Regions from separate parts of the Drosophila melanogaster genome. Here all the other regions are linked to region 3. Evidence: chromatin contacts called from public Hi-C data. All regions are on one chromosome and are shown on one strand. Each heading gives the region's core, a stretch centred on a gene start, on an enhancer-like site or on the middle of the called end of the contact. The rest is flanking DNA. Distances are from core to core; before and after follow the strand shown.

Region 1 (2,911 bases), core at 63-2,562, 460 kb before region 3:
CTTAAACTGAAGAACCAAATCCATCCCCTCGCTTAGAATCGCATGCGGTGGGGGTATTGGGAGGAGTGCAGGGCAAACATGTTCTGCAAGTACTTGGCGAAGAACTTGCCCTCGGGATGGGCCTTGATGACCTTCAGCAGGGCGGCGTCCACCTCCTTCTGGTCCTTCTTGCGCTGCTCGTTGGGCACGAAGCGCTCCTTCTTGGCCGCGAAGATGTCGGCCTCGCCGGTCTTCTTGTCCTTCTTAGCCTTCAGACGGCGGAAGTAGGCGTCGTTCAGGTGCTCGGGCACCTTGAAGGCACCGAGATCCACCTTCGAGGAGGTGCCGATCACGTAGCGCTGGGACACGCGACGCAGCGGGCACGAGTTGAGGGCGAAGGGTCCGGTGACCAGCAGGAGTCCGGAGGCCAAGACCTTCAACAGGACGACGCGCTTGCCCTGGTGGCGTCCGGCCAGCAGGATGAGCACGGTTCCGGGGGTCAGGTTGCGGCGCGTGTTGCGTTTGTGCTCGCTGAAGTTTGCCTTGGAGGGGCGCTTCTTCACGAACGTCTTGGTCGGGTAGGAGGCCTTGCTCTTCTTCAGGAAGACCGTGCGCTCACCGCCGTTCTTGGGTCCTCCGATCTTCTTCACCTTCTTGATGGGCACCTTGGCCTTCTCCACGACGGGGCTCTTCTTGTCCTTCAGGCGGTACAGAGCACGACGCTTGTACATCTGAAATAGGTTGGAAAAGTGGTTAGCTTGATCCTTGATCCACAAGCCTTTGAACTAGGGGGTTATTTTGTTTACGTGTATCACTAATACGCTCCACTTGTTGCACAGTCACAAGCAAGGGCATTGAGGATTATTGAACTTATTTGTGAGAAGAGTAAACAATTTAGGCAAAGTATGCATGGTTTGTACTCATAGCCACTTGAACACACGGGAATTAAAATAAATGCATTTGGATTCAGGAACCGCACTGACGAATACTGAGTTTTCAAGTAAAACTAACTCAAAGTGGGTGGATGGTGTGTGGTCCATCCCGCGGATAGATGAGCAAGTATCGGATCCCTTGGAATCGGAGAACCACAAGTAAGCCACGCTGCTGCGCCTTCTCATCGGGCGGAGGCGTCACTCGGGCCAGAGGCCATTTCCCCACTGTTTCCGGCGATATTTACCTGGGCCTTGGAGTAACGCAGGATACCGCCCTTCAGGTAGGAGTTGACGGGGTGCTTCTTGCCCTTTTTGGCCGACTTGGCCACCTTTTTAGCTTTCTCGATGGGTGCCATTGTGAAACACGTGTACACAGCACAAAAATTATTGGAAAAGGAAGGTTATGTCTAGAGCGGTGTGACCAGGGCGGTCGATACAAAAATACCACCCGGTTACCGAAGAAATACCAATTCAGTTTGTAAACATACCATCTATATACCCCAAATTAAAACATAATTTCCCCAGCATTGATTATTTCTACTCAAGAGCTGAAAGTTACAAATATAGTTTCAGTTCCTATAACAGTGGATTTTAATTAACATTAGAACTCATGTTTATAGCATTATTTGTGTAATCGGGTCTGCTATCGATAAAAAAAATGCACACAGTCGCAATATAAAAAGTATCGCAACGTTTTAAATCTATTGCAATAAAAATCGATAAGCTTAACGGTCGATTTATTGAATGACCAATTTAAAAAATTAAACAGTCAGAAAGATAAATAATCCGAAATATGTCAGCTTAAAGATAAAATAAATTGAAGACACGCCTTTTCATTTACCATTTAATAATACTTTTTTCCATTTATTTGTTGTAATGTGTATAATGATTTAAATCACGAGCTTCAGCTGTTTTCAAACAACTTGTTCCACATTTCTTTACACAATGATCCATTTGCTTATAATGATTCTGGTGGACGCCTAAAGTAGAGTCTAATTGTTAGTTACAGGATGTAATTTAAAATAAATAAAATGAGTGGTTCGTAATGTACAGTATGAATTCATTTCGTGTGGTAACTAATCCTAAAGTGTAAACCTCAACCGAATATAAGCTCAAAACTTGACGATGGGCAATTGCCCACCATCATTGTTATCATGAATAAAAGTAGTCGTCAAATAAAAACTAAATATACAATAATTGAGATTTTCATTCATGTTTTTGATGTTGATACTTGCAAATATTTAACTAACTCCGCGCTAAATACAATGTAAAATTTGCTAGTTGTTAAAATTATGAAATCTCAGCCCGTGGCAGTCGATGGTAGAAAAACTTAGTGCTAGACATATTTTCACCGCTTTCACCTTTCTCTTAATCGCCTAATCGTCAATTGGCTGTTATTTATAGTGGACTAAGCTTAAACGAACACATGATGATCTCCGTCGCTTAAATATAATTATTTGTTTCGCATTTCGACTGTGTTAACAATGTATTCGGATTCTGCTTTCTCACTCACAGCTTTCACAGAACTGATCTTCAGGCTGTGGTTCAGAAGGTTACTGAAGTATAGGGAATCTATTGCACAATTGTTAGTTGAGAGAACTTGAATATTTACAGCAAAGTCGCCGGGCTTATTTACACTCGATCGGAAGTCGGGGTTATGGAAATGGTGCTGGTGCTGGTGTACTCACATTTCGCCGGAGTCGCCGCTGCACTGCGTCTGGCGTCACGCCAGCGGATGGCCACGGACGGAGTGAAATAAAACAGGCGAGTTTGTTGTAAATATTCATGAAATCTGAATGCCCCTTTGGCGGGGCAAACGCATTTTATTCAAATTTACAGACAGGAGTTTGCACATTCCGCTGCCAAGTGGATTTAAATAAAAGTTTTCTGAATTTTCGAAATTTCAATTGTTTTATGCTCTGCGTTAGTTTGCCTATGCTCTCTAAAACTCTTCGCTCGACCCTCTCGGTACATCTTGCTAAATGTTGCATCATAATTTC
Region 2 (2,974 bases), core at 414-2,913, 260 kb before region 3:
ACCTCATCTCCTTCTCGGACACCCGTCTCCACGCGAACGTTGTTTGATGGTTGGGGAGTAGACAAATATCGCAGGGGTCCGGCTCCGGGCAGAAAGCCTCCGCGAGGATTTTCTGCATAAATGCGAGCTTCAAATGCGTGGCCACGCCGCGTAATCTCAGATTGCTTCAGGGGTAATGGCTCACCGGCGGCAATGCGAATCTGCCATTCAACCAAATCGGTGCCCGTAATCATTTCCGTTATAGGATGCTCCACCTGCAGGCGGGTATTCATTTCCATGAAGTGGAAAGAGAGATCTTCTTTGTCTAGAATGAACTCCACGGTGCCAGCTCCTACGTAGCCCACAGCTTTCGCTGCACGAACAGCAGCCTCGCCCAGCTCACGACGCAAATCTTCCGACAAACCTGGCTGTTGTATAAATGAGCATTATTTTTAAAATAGCCGAAGCTCTTGTGCACTTACAGCTGGCGCCTCTTCAATAATCTTTTGATGACGTCTTTGCACGGAGCAATCTCTTTCCCACAGATAGACAGCATCACCATACTGATCCGCAAATACTTGAACCTCTACGTGGCGTGGAGATCGGACGTACCGCTCCAGAAGCACAGAGCTGTCGCCAAACGACTTCTCGGACTCGGTGCGAGCTGAGTTCAGAGCGGTGAGGAAGTCGTCCGGTTTTTCTGCGATTCTCATGCCTTTGCCTCCGCCGCCGCGGACGGCTTTAATCATCAAGGGAAAGCCAATTTTGTCGGCTTCTCGCTGCAAACACTCATCTGACTGATCATCGCCATGGTATCCATTGATGATCGGCACCCCAGCAGCGGCCATTATGGCCTTGCTGGTGCTCTTAATCCCCATGTCCCGGATGGCGGAACTGGGCGGACCCATGAAGATGATGCCCTCACGCTGGCACAACTCGGCAAACTCGACGGACTCGGAGAGGAAGCCGTAGCCTGGGTGGATGGCCTGGGCGCCCGAACGCTTGGCTATGTCCAGGATGCGTTCACCGCGAAGATAGGAAGCCGAGGAGGCAGCTTCCCCCACGCGGTACGACTCGTCTGCCAACTGCGTGTGCATGCTCTTCTCGTCCGGATCCGAGAACACGGCCACGGTACGAACTCCCAGCTTGCGTGCGGTTCGAATCACCCTGCATGCGATCTCACCACGATTTGAAATAAGGATCTTGCTGATAGGCCGAACTTTTGGGCTGGCTTCTGTTGCAAAGCACCTGCGTCAAGCCAAAACAAATTAGCAAGGTTTATGTAATCGTCAAGAACGAAATTAAGTCTTTTGATTTAGCGGCCTTAACAAAGAACTGCCGATCATTTCCCTCACCTGGCGTTTGCGCCGAAGTTTCGCAGCAGTCTGGCGTACATTATTAGTAGAATTAATTGTAAGAATAAATAACAAATATACTTTATTCAGAGCAAGTGTGCGATCGTCGCTTATCACAGCTGGAAAAACGCACACGCACAAGATCGCAATTGAGATGGGCGACTCACGAGATGCATGGTTGAAAATATTAATGTTTCATATATCTTTTGGGGATTATCATATATCATCAATATCTTTTAGGGAAATTGATATTACGTATATTGTGTTTTTTTTAAGTTGCAACCCATAAAAAATATTACCGTTATATTATTCTGGACTATTTATCGAACTGTTGACATCCATCCGACCGCGTCCTTACGGTTTTCTGCGCTCGTGAAGTTCGGTAACATTGTTCGCAGAAACTCGATAACCGATAGTTTAACGTCGAAGAGCGATAGGCCCCAAAATATGCGCGTGAAAATAGATTGTGCGCTATAAAATAAACGGATTTAGGTAGTTGGTGTTGAGGAAGCCAGCCACAAACATAGTAGAAATTGTCGGAAAAGTGTCGCCCGCCGACAGCTTGTATAATTGCGTCGGAAGTCAACGCGCGTATCGCTGGAAAACCGTTTGCATCGAAAGCCCCTCCGGAAAGGCGTGAAAAGTTGGGCGCCTTTTGCGCTTGTCGCTTGGCGTTGTAAAATTTATCAGTTGCTCCGCGGTTGTTTTTATTGTGAACTGTTAAACGTGCACTTCGAAGGACTGCCATTTAAACTTAAGGACATTCAAGAGCAAAAGGAAAACACCAAACATGCCCATTTGCAAGCGGGAAGGATTCGACCTGAATCAGAAGGAGGGCAAGAACGAAACATTCCACGACAACGACCAGGTCTTCTGCTGCTACATCACTAAGCGCATTTTTCGCGACTATGAGTAAGTGCATCCTGCTACCATTCCTGCAACTGCCCCTTCCCTTCTCCTGCCATTAGGTGGACGCTGCGCTAAAGTATACAACAAAAGCGACGCTGCAAAAGCATTTGCACACGATGTACCGTACATCACCATTCAGTGTGTGTGTGTGTGTGTTCGCAGGGGTGCATAAGTGTGCGAGTCTCGTGGGCCAAAGGCGAAAAAAACGCTGTTCGGTGGCGGGAAGAAATTACAGCTGCCGCCGCACAGCTGCTCGCCGCGGAGTTGCCACCTGGTGCCAAAGCGCGCGCTCTTGAATTTGGAATTTGTTGACCCAATTCGACTTATATGATCCTTCTAGATATTTTTAAGATCAGCAATTATTTAAGAGGCTGGGTAGCGCGAAACTATTTTAATAAATAGCAAACATACTAAATATGTTTTACTCTGACAAGCTTCAATTATATCAAAATAAATTGACCTTAAAACGCTGATCGATTAAATTTATTTATCCAGACACTACTTCCGGCACGTGATGGTGATCAACTCAACGGTGTGGCAGTGCGAGGCCACCGGCAAGGAGAACCTCACCTACGAGGAGGCGGTCAAAAGTGAGCGGGCGGCTCGCAAGAAGATGGAGCAGTTCAAACAGAGCCTTCGGGCACCCGTCCTTCTGGTTGTGGAGCACGCCCAACAGTCGGCGGTCAACACCTTGAACATGATAGTGGCCAAGTTTCTGCGCAAGCGCTACT
Region 3 (2,973 bases), core at 335-2,834:
AACAGAAACTATAAAAGCACAAAAATGTGTAAACAAAATAGGGCAATAGGTAATAATATTTATTGAACAGAGAATGTATTAAGGGGGTGCCACGGGCACATAATATATATGCGAGTGGAGCTCGGCGATCGTACGAAAATATGAAAAATTTAAAATTTACAGAAACCAAAAACCTTTCTACTAATAAAATAAAGCACAAATTCTTTAAACCTTTTTTTAATTATTAAATACAGATTAGAAACTAAACAAATAAACATTTTGAAACTATGTAAGATCTTTGCTGTTGGCACACAAATCGTCAGACCGCCAACTGCGGCGCCTGGTTAAGGCGAACAACAGCATTAACTGCGCTGCAACTTCGGTTGATTCAAATTCCAATTAGAAGTGTCGAATTTCAATTAGGTGAACGCTGCGTCATCAGCCCGACGTAGTTGGATTGATTAACCCTGTGTTCCCAACCGCGTGATGCACGCGCTAACTTACACAAAACCACACATATAAGAAATTTACAGTCTAACTTCTATAGAAAAGAACAAAGCTAGTTTTGCTACTGTAACCATATTCTTAATAAATTATTTTATTCTCAGAAACAATAGTACCCGCAATTTAACTGCTCTAAGGTAAAAGAAAAATTTGTAAAGAAAAAAGAAAAATTTGTAAATTTGTAAATTTAATGTATTGCAACATATATAATAAACACGGTATGTGCCACACTGCGAAATATCAATGATTTTGACTTTGACTGACCACCGTATACGGACACACCCACAAGATCAGACCCACAAAGACTCACCCACAAAGGCCTTCAGCTCGTAGTCTACTCCGCAAGACTTGCCCACATCTCCAGGAGCCGGCTGCAAGGACACAGAGGCTGGGCAATAGGGCGGAACCTCAAAATAAAACGGATGGGCGTTCGGCCCCAGCTTTTTAATTAACCTTTCCTGAAGCCGGGTCATCGGGCGGTCCAGCTGCATGGGCGGATAGATCTGCTCATGCGCCAGATACAGGTCCTTACGGAACGTTAATCCCAAAACATCTAGGTCTTCACGTCCGTACCGAAAGGCGGCAAGCACCTGGCCAAAAACCTTACGGTCCTTTACGTACTCTGGATCAATGAAGACAACACCGTCAATGGGATCCACGTGCGTGACATGGTCGACGAAGTCCCGTTTGCCAAGGTAAACTGTTATCTTGCCGTTGGAGGAGCTCTTCTTAAACACCCGAGTCGCCTGGCGTCTGGAGCTGGCATCTCCACCAGTCTCGTCGCCTGCGCTTCCGCCCCCAGTGCTCCCGGCAGCTGTTACATTGGTGCTGGAGCCATTGCTCACATTTGCTCCTCCACTTCCTCCACCACCACCGTTCATTATGTTATTTGGCGGTTATGCTTGTTATTCTGCTTTTCTGCTGTTCCTGCTTAATTGGAACTCCGTTAAATAAATATATGTGTGCGTTGCGGGACTTGTGCTGCAATTTAATTTTTTATGTGTATACTTGTTCCGCCATTTACCAGCACTGCTTGACAGTCATTGGAAAAATACCAGGGAATATTACATACTAACAAATTATGTACTTCTCTGGTATTTCAATTCAGTGCGAACAAACCGATATATGTTTGGTCGTACCATAATCGCAGCCTATAATTAATATTTATTTTGCATTTTTGGCACCTATTTATATTTCCTAAGTGTGCCCTGGCCCATAGTAAGTGACTTTTAATAATTTTTCTTTCAATACCATTAACAATTGCTTGAATTAACATTAAGTTTCCTACTAAGATAAAATGCAACTGCAGGTTGACTTGGCTTTTTAATGAAATATAATATATATATTATAAATTCCTTTAGAAACAGATGATTCATAGCTGATGATTGAGGAAACTTACCATTTGGAATGTATAAACACATGTAAAATCAGACCGTTGGTAAATATCTAATCATAGATTGTATCCTAAGTCTTAAATAAATACTTTATATAAACTGTTTAATATTTATTTTATTTTTTAAAGGCTTTTATTATTTTTATATGTATACATGTGCATGAACGGACTTTAAACCATATTTAGTAGTGGAATAGAGCTATAAAAATGAGATTGAAGTCTCTAAAATACTTTATTTAATCAGCCTTAGCACCGATAGAGCACAACGGTCACACTGTTCTGTCCCTCTTTTCCACGTGCATTTTATTGAACGAAACCACGCGTTGTTCAGTCCAAACTTGACTTTGCTAATTTTGCCCAGAAAACCTCTAAAAGCTGTCAAAATGGCCCAAAAGAAAGCCGTCACCGTCAAAGGAAAAAAAGCTACGAATGGAGAGGAAAAGCCTTTGGCCAAACGGGTAACCAAGTCCACAAAGGTACAGGAAGAGGAGACAGTAGTCCCCCAATCGCCTTCCAAAAAATCCAGAAAACAGCCTGTTAAAGAAGTGCCGCAGTTCAGTGAAGAGGACGAGTCTGATGTGGAGGAGCAAAATGACGAGCAGCCAGGGGACGACAGCGACTTTGAGGTAAGCTATAAAAAAAACGTGGTCTTCTGAATGGATATGGCTAACATTACATGCATAGTATGCACGTATATATAGATCTGCATGGATAAGAATCCATTTTACGTTTTCTTTGCCACGTGGTTGTAAAGATTTTATAATTATAAGACGAGTGCACATAACCCACGATCCTCTGGTTTTATACCGACTCGGTTCATATATCGATAAAAAAAAAATTGTCTTTATTGGTGCTCTCCCATCAGCGGTTATAAGAAAATTGTCTACTTTTCAGACCGAAGAGGCAGCGGGCTTAATTGACGACGAGGCTGAGGAAGATGAAGAGTACAATAGTGACGATGAGGAAGATGATGATGACGATGAGTTGGAGCCTGGTGAGGTTTCCAAAAGTGAAGGCGCGGATGAGGTAGATGAATCCGATGATGATGAAGAAGCGCCTGTAGAGAAGCCAGTTTCCAAGAAATCAGAAAAAGCCAA

Evidence for each region. A called contact is a pair of places that touch in the nucleus more often than the background predicts.
Region 1: a Hi-C map of the Kc167 cell line shows a contact between it and region 3, with 2.1 times the contacts expected there. The contact joins the promoter of RpL6 here to the promoter of mod in region 3. A contact is called at or near these places in 2 of 107 Hi-C or Micro-C datasets (the Kc167 cell line and cellular blastoderm embryo).
Region 2: a contact with region 3 is called in a Hi-C map of the Kc167 cell line, with 4 times the contacts expected there. The contact joins the promoter of Mccc1 here to the promoter of mod in region 3. A contact is called at or near these places in 5 of 107 Hi-C or Micro-C datasets (the Kc167 cell line, the S2 cell line and the Sg4 cell line) and 4 of 6 datasets of contacts at active chromatin or transcription factors (the Kc167 cell line and the S2 cell line).

Annotation. Positions count from the first base shown.
Region 1 is chr3R:31,594,892-31,597,802 of dm6, forward strand. It overlaps RpL6 (Ribosomal protein L6), which reads right to left and starts at 1,313. Exons shown (of 3, transcript NM_170554.2): 1 at 1,157-1,313; 2 at 630-710; 3 at 1-572. The coding sequence starts at 1,267. The coding sequence ends at 33. CycG (Cyclin G) reads right to left here. Exons shown (of 6, transcript NM_001276217.2): 6 at 1,751-2,911.
Region 2 is chr3R:31,792,244-31,795,217 of dm6, forward strand. Mccc1 (Methylcrotonoyl-CoA carboxylase 1) reads right to left here and starts at 1,664. Exons shown (of 7, transcript NM_001260462.2): 1 at 1,335-1,664; 2 at 462-1,227; 3 at 1-407. The coding sequence starts at 1,375. Acf (ATP-dependent chromatin assembly factor large subunit) reads left to right here and starts at 1,738. Exons shown (of 6, transcript NM_080486.3): 1 at 1,738-2,246; 2 at 2,739-2,974. The coding sequence starts at 2,125.
Region 3 is chr3R:32,050,476-32,053,448 of dm6, forward strand. It overlaps mod (modulo), which reads left to right and starts at 1,585. Exons shown (of 6, transcript NM_079875.3): 1 at 1,585-1,701; 2 at 1,845-1,921; 3 at 2,006-2,502; 4 at 2,771-2,973. The coding sequence starts at 2,260. It overlaps krz (kurtz), which reads right to left and starts at 1,518. Exons shown (of 2, transcript NM_080249.5): 1 at 794-1,518. The coding sequence starts at 1,364.